Regions from separate parts of the Mus musculus genome. Here region 1 is linked to region 2. A link is a contact called in public Hi-C data. All regions are on one chromosome and are shown on one strand. Each heading gives the region's core, a stretch centred on a gene start, on an enhancer-like site or on the middle of the called end of the contact. The rest is flanking DNA. Distances are from core to core; before and after follow the strand shown. Region 1 overlaps Dap (death-associated protein). Region 2 has its middle 9.3 kb from the start of Gm26416.

Evidence for each region. Hi-C and Micro-C count contacts between places; a contact is called where the count stands out from the background.
Region 1: a contact with region 2 is called in a Hi-C map of muscle stem cells, with 2.0 times the contacts expected there. The contact joins two enhancer-like sites. A contact is called at or near these places in 4 of 39 promoter capture datasets (the 3T3-L1 cell line, embryonic stem cells, epiblast stem cells and 1 more), 12 of 484 Hi-C or Micro-C datasets (the AML12 cell line, the C2C12 cell line, CD4 T cells and 5 more) and 2 of 115 datasets of contacts at active chromatin or transcription factors (heart atrium and pancreatic cancer cells).

What each region holds. Positions count from the first base shown.
Region 1 is chr15:31,244,254-31,247,673 of GRCm38.p6, reverse strand. The region is part of intron 2 of Dap (death-associated protein); the gene reads right to left. Among named protein-coding and RNA genes, the nearest start is that of Gm41285, 17 kb to the left of the region's middle. Within about 2 kb of position 1,538, at least 87 of the 459 cell types and tissues checked have an H3K27ac peak or open chromatin away from gene starts, as enhancers often do. A contact at or near this core is called in the C2C12 cell line, embryonic fibroblasts, muscle stem cells and 2 more, where this site is marked.
Region 2 is chr15:31,183,400-31,186,772 of GRCm38.p6, reverse strand. No RefSeq gene overlaps it. Among named protein-coding and RNA genes, the nearest start is that of Gm26416, 9.3 kb to the left of the region's middle. Within about 2 kb of position 2,057, at least 77 of the 459 cell types and tissues checked have an H3K27ac peak or open chromatin away from gene starts, as enhancers often do. A contact at or near this core is called in the C2C12 cell line, embryonic fibroblasts, muscle stem cells and 2 more, where this site is marked.

The sequences.
Region 1 (3,420 bases), core at 289-2,788, 61 kb before region 2:
AACGGCGGCATCCCAAGGACCAGATGTCACCTGTGATGCTAGTGGGGTCCTCCTAGGATGGAACCCCTGAAATGAGGGTGGCTGATGTTACACAGGGCTCTGGTGCATCTTCTCTCCTCTCTGGAGACAGGGAGACAGCTCTCCTTGGCTGCAGACACCACCAGCATCCATCTCAGGGGTGAAAGATGGAGCCTTTCCTCCTCTGATCTGGATATATCTGGGAAGGGGCAGTGCTCAAGCCCCTCTGACCTGGAATGCCTCCTTTCAGGGTAATGCCATCTCGGTGGTGCGTCCTGGCTCTCAGGATGCAGACCGCAGAACTGTGAGGTATCCATGGAGAGCTGATTGTCAGCACGCCAGGACAGCATGCGGCTGACACAGCGGGAGAGGAGAGAAGCAGCACTGGGAGCTTGCGAGTGGAGGACTAGAGAGTAGCGGCCATGACCAAGTCAGTGCTATGACAGAGGGCGGCCCAGCTACTTATGTAAACACCAACTCCACCACCCTCCTAAGAACAGAGGAGGAGAGGCCATCTGGGAAGTCTTTCCCAGCCTGGTGGGCCAGTGTTCAGAGCTGAGGCAGAGCCACAACAAGGAGGTGTGAGATGCACACAGGATGGGGCTGCAGCCTTGTTTTCAGTGAGGAGGGGACTGTCTCCAGGCATTCACGACGTGAGGGACAGAGAAGAAAGTACGAATTCCCTGGTTGCAGTCCAAGGAGCTCAACAAGGAAGCTGGGAGGCAAGGAGAGGCGAGCTCAAGGTGGAGACAGCCAACTCATATGCAATTAATAAAAAAGAAACAGTATCAGGGAAATGTCCTCCCCTGCCCCGGGTGTGCACAGGCATGTGGAAGCCAGAGGCTGACATTGGGTATCTTCCCCAGTGGCTTTCTACCCTATTATGTTGAGACAGGCATCTCTGCGAACCCAGATCTCTACAGCTCAGCTATGCTAGCTAGCTGGCAAGCCTCAGGGATCTTCCGGACTGCGTCCCGCAGAGCTGGGCTTACAGGCACACACCACCATGTCCAGCTTTTATGAGGGTGCTGGGGACTGGAAACCACCTCCATGCTTCATGGCCAGTGCTCAATTGACTGAGTCGTCTCTCCAGCCCGGCTTATCTTTTTATTTTCATTTTTCTCTTTTAATGCAAGAGAAGTGCGGCTTTATTTTGTATTTGTTTGCCACTGATATTTATTTACAGACATTTGGTCTTTTACGAATTGTTCTTCTGACCTACAGGGAGTCTGGTTTTCTGACTCACTTGTTTTGGGTCTCCAATTTTCTCGACAGTCTGTCCCTGGCTCTAACGAGACGGTGACACTTCAGAATATCAGAACACAGGATTCTCAAGGCACTGGGAGGATCCAGGTTCCACCAGGGATGGGTGAGAATGTCTGCCACCGCACCACACCCCTGTGCTCCATGTTCTCAGAGCTTCTGGGAAACGAGATGCATGCCAGTGTGCAGGGCGCAGGACCCAGACTGAGCAAAGTCAAGCAGGCCGTGTGATAGCCTCTCTGACACATTCCTCAGGAATCTGACCCGCCAGTCAGTGTGGGTAAAGCACGCCCACCCGCACTGCTTCAGTCCACACACACACACACACACCCCACCAGGGCCTGGCTGTCACTGGTGAGTTAGGAACATTCCACTAGGCTGGCCCCGTGTTTTTGTTTTCTCCGCTGTGTGGAGATATATCTATCCAGAAAAGCATAAACTCATCAGGCTTTCTAGGTTCGTGTTAATGGCAGACCAGAAGTAGATCCTGCCTGAAAAGTGAATGCCCGACCATAACCCACAGCGTTAGCCTGGAAGCCTTGGGGAGCCACGCGCTCAGATGGTGAAAAAGAAGGGGTGTGGGGGTGATCCCGGCCTCACTCCAGTGTCAGCATCACGGTCTTCTCTTCAGAAGCATCATCAACAGAACACTGATCCATTTAGCTGGCACTAATCCCCATACGTTCTCATCAAGATTCTGTGTGCTGGGGCAGGTGAGATGGCTCAGCAGGTAAAGGCACTTGCTGCCAAGCCTGACAACCTAAGTTTGAAGCCGAGGGCCGACCCTGTGGGACAGAACTGAGACTCCTAAGTTGTCCTCTGTCCTCCACACATGTGCCACGACATGAAATACACACACACACACACACACGCACGCACGCACGCACATACTCCTGTTATTGCAATGGGACCACCCATTGCACGGTACCACCTTGTGATTCAGCAAAGGCCACCGCCAGATGCAGCCCACACAGCTATAAATCTCCAGAATCATTCGTCAAGACAAGGCTTTGCTTTATAATCCATCAATTATAGGAGTCTGTTTATAGAGATGTATAATGTACTAAGACCGCAAGACAACAGCTAGCCCTTCCCTGTGAAGAGCACAAACTCAAAGCACTGAACTAGCTCCCTCCCCTCGTGACTCACACGAATCCAGCTAGCGGTGGCCGTATGACTTTTATTTTTGTCTGAAATGGAAGAGATATACTCAAAGATCTAAGACCGAGTCTACTTTTCTCCAGTGGGCTGCGCTTGTCCCACATGGGGTTCTGCTTTGTGGAGTCCCAGGGAGGGCTGAGACAACCGCACCCGGGCCACATACCATGCAGCTCTGACAACTGCACTGTCGTCATTACCAATCCGCAGGCTCGCGTTTGCCACAGCTCTCAAAGTCCTGCCTGCGGAGGTCCCATTCCAGCATTGCCTTAGCAGAAAACTCATCTTCCCTGGGGACACAGCCAACAGCAGAGCACAAGTGCTCAACTGCTTGAGCACTCACAGGAACTTGGCTTGGTGAGCTTCCCACACTGGTGGACTCATGAGATAGCCTCCTCAGCCATGGCCCGGGACAGCCATTCAGCTTCCAGTCATTGTTACTCTACCCATGCCTATCCCCAACAAGGCCCTGGCTGTCATCATGGGAGTTAAGAACATGGAGTCTGACTGTGTGATCCATGCAGCTTTTTTTTTTTTTTTTAAGGAGCTAGAGAACCCTAGATGCCCTCTACTGTGAAATTTCATTCTGGTGATAACATAACTTTAATTTTCTAAGCTTACAGTCTCCAAAGGGGATGCAAGCTCACTAGCAGGCCCTGCACAGGGAAGTACCTGGCACCCAGCAGTGCTGTGTGCACCGTGGGGACAGCTGAAAGCTGCTGTTGACAGCTGGTGGGTTGTCAGATCTCTGTCCCATGCATATCCACTAGAAGACTTGGGGCAGCAATATTCTAGCAAACTTAACCAGTGGTATCTGATTAGTGTCAAGGGTGCCTATAATGACTACTCTTTAAGATGCGGCCCTATGCCAAACATTCATTCTGCTGAGTATGATAGGTCTAAAAGGATCTGAGGCACAGTCATGTGACTAAGTCCTGACAAATGGCTTTGCAAGGGGGCTTCTAGCATAGCACCTTCTTG
Region 2 (3,373 bases), core at 808-3,307:
TTTGGTAAATTATTCTCTCCACAGGAAACAGTTCTCATTTCCTAGCTCTCCCCTCTGCATCTGTTGAAACTCATCAATCCTTCAGACTCACCCCGACGCCATTTTCTTAGAACCACAGTGAATGAGATCACCATTCTGCCGCCCCTGCATCTCTCAGTAAAATTCCATGATGGCCACCAATCTTATGATCGAGATCCCACCCATCTTAAAAAAAAGATTTATTTATTTTATGTATATGAATACACTAGCTGAACTAGTGGTTGTAAGCTATCATGTGGTTGCTGGGAATTTGAGGTCAGGACCTCTGCTTGCTCCAGTCGGCCCTGCTCCCTCTGGCTTAAAGATTCATTTACTATTATATGTAAGTACACTGTAGCTGTCTTCAGATGCACCAGAAGAGGGCGTCAGATCTCATTACAGATGATTATGAGCCACCATGTGGTTGCTGGGATTTGAACCCAGGATCTTCAGAAGAGCAGTCAGTGCTCTTAACCATTGAGCCATCTCTCCAGCCCCCCACCCATCTTTTGAATATACCCAATTGCCTTCCTCTTTAACTGCCGTTATCAAGGTCAGGTCTTCCCTCCATCCATTTTCTGGTCTGTGTAAAACAGTGGGGCAAGTAGCATATTTCCCCAAATTCGGATGGAAGAAATGGCAGGCATGACTGGAATACAGGTTCAAAAATCAGGGCAGAAATGTAGACAGAAGTAGCAGGTATTAATTAAAGTGATATGAAACTTAGGACAACGCGGTGGAGATTGGGAGACTGGGAGGGAGCAGCTCTGGATAGAAGCACATTTAACTATTTACAGCTCCTGAACATGGGATTCCAGATGAGTGTTCTGGAAGGAAAACCTTTGACGTCCAGAGACATCTCAAGAGAAGCCGCTCTTGGAAAGCTGGCTGGCTGGAGTAGTTCTGAAGGGGCTCTCCTCTGAGATTTGCTTTTGAGATGTCCTAGTGGAGGTTCAGCACCAGGATTGGGCAAGGAGTGGTGTGCTCTGAGGGCTAAGACAAGCCCGGAAAACAGCAGTTCACTGTCCTGATTTACACACTGCCCAGACCGGCTGTACCTGGTCAAAGGCAGGGCAGTTGTGGAATGGCCTTTCTCTTTGTTTGCTGGACTCTTTCACTAGGGTGAAAACTTAGAGCCAAAGCGGGAGAAAAACCAGCATAAATGCTCACCCACTCTCTCAAACTCCTCCAAAATCAGGACGGCAACCTCTTTCTCACTTCTTCCTGAAGAAATGCTGTGTGAGTTTCTGGAATCTGGTAGGGAGATGGATGGATTTTTCTGTCTTAGGAAGCCTTTTATTTTATATGCATCTCTGCGTATCCATATGCATGTTCATGTATGTGGAAGCCAAAGGAGAATCTTGGTAGTCACTCCTTAGGTAACAACCACCTCTGTTTTTCTTTTTCGTGTCTGTGCAGGGGGTCTTTCATGGGCTTGGAGTTTGCCCTGTAGTCTCGGCCAGTGAGCAGCTAGCCCTAGAGATCCATCACAGATAGCTCACTGCTGTCACAAATACTTACAGCCACACCCAGCTTTTATTGGAGATCCAGGACTGAACTCTGCCTTTCTTTGTACTTGCAAGGCAAGAGTTTTATCCTCTGTCTCCCCAGCTCCCTTCACCAGAGAAGATCAAACCAGCAAGGCTTTAAGACTCCCCCTTTCTATGCCCCCCTGGCCTGACACATAAGAGTAAGAACTGCTGAGGGAAGGGCAACTGTCATCGAGGATGTTAAGCTGGAGTCTTGGAGATAGGTGTTGTGTAACAGCAGGACTAGGCAGACTCCTCCGGGCTGGGAAGGGGCTGTGGCTATGAAAAGGCCTGACTTAGCAGGCCAGCTGCTTTGAACTTGGTTCCCCTGAGTATAAGCAGTCAGGGAGCCTGTGCAAGGGGTCTTTAAAGGAAGGGCTCCCAGGAGAAGGGAAGACGAATCAGGCGTGGAAAAGTACACAAAGCTGTTCGATCAGCTACTGCCAGGTCCCAGAGAAGTTCTGCAGCATGAATCAGACCACACAACCCAGCCGTGCTGGTCATTTGTCACCGGCAGTAACTTTCCCCTAGGACGGAAGGAGCATGAGTCAGAAAAGGGAACACTAGCGGATGCTCGCTGTGTTCTTTTCTGCCTTGACTGTTACCACAAAGTAGATCTGAAGTGCTTGGGACTAAGATTTGGATATTATTTTAGATTTTGAATATTTGCATCTATATGCATGCATACACACACAGATATATATGTATTTGGAAATCTTGGAGATGTGATCCAAGTTCAAACAAGAAACCCACTTACGTTCATATATACCTTTTAAACAAAGCTTTTTAATATACGTTTCTACAGTATCTTTAAATAAGATCACATTTTGAAATCCTAGGGCTCGGAATTCCAACACACTAAGACTTGGGGTAGAGGGAGAATGACCATTTGCCCCTGACTACAGCAAACACATTTCAACAGTGTGTGTGTGTGTGTGTGTGTGTGTGTGTGTGTGTGTGTGTGTGTGTGTTGTGGAAGGAGGCTGCCCCAGACAGATGCAGCCTGATGTAATGGAAAGTCCAACTAGAGATAAATGGGAAAGGACCACTGTATGGCATAGAGTGTGCACATGTGCACACACAGTCTTTTTTTTTTTTTCAATTAATTATTTTAATATTAACTGTTCTGTGATTTTTTTTCCATTTTTTATTAGGTATTTCGCTCATTTACATTTGCAATGCTATACCAAAAGTCCCCCATAGCCACCCACCCCCTCTCCCCTACCCACCCACTCCCCTTTTATGGCCCTGGCGTTCCCCTGTACTGGGGCATATAAAGTTTGCGTGTCCAATGGGCCTCTCTTTCCAGTGATGGCCGACTAGGCCATCTTTTGATGCATATGCAGCTAGAGTCAAGAGCTCCGGGGTACTGGTTAGTTCATAATGTTGTTCCACCTATAGGGTTGCAGATCCCTTTAGCTTCTTTGGTACTTTCTCTAGCTCCTTCATTGGGGGCCATGTGATCCATCCAATAGCCGACTGTGAGCATCCACTTCTATGGTTGCTAGGCCCAGGCATACTCTGACAAGAGACAGCTATATCAGGGTCCTTTCAGCATAATCTTGCTAGTGTATGCAATGGTGTCAGCATTTGGAAGCTGATTATGGGATGGATCCCCGGATATGCTAGTGTCTACATGGTCCATCCTTTTATCTCAGCTCCAAACTTTGTCTCTGTAACTCCTTCCAAGGGTGTTTTGTTCCCTCTTCTAAGGAGGGGCATAGTGTTCACACTTCAGTCTTCATTTTTCTTGAGTTTCATGTGTTTAGGAAATTGTATCTTATATCTTGGGTATCTTAGGTTTTGGGCTAATATCCACTTATCAG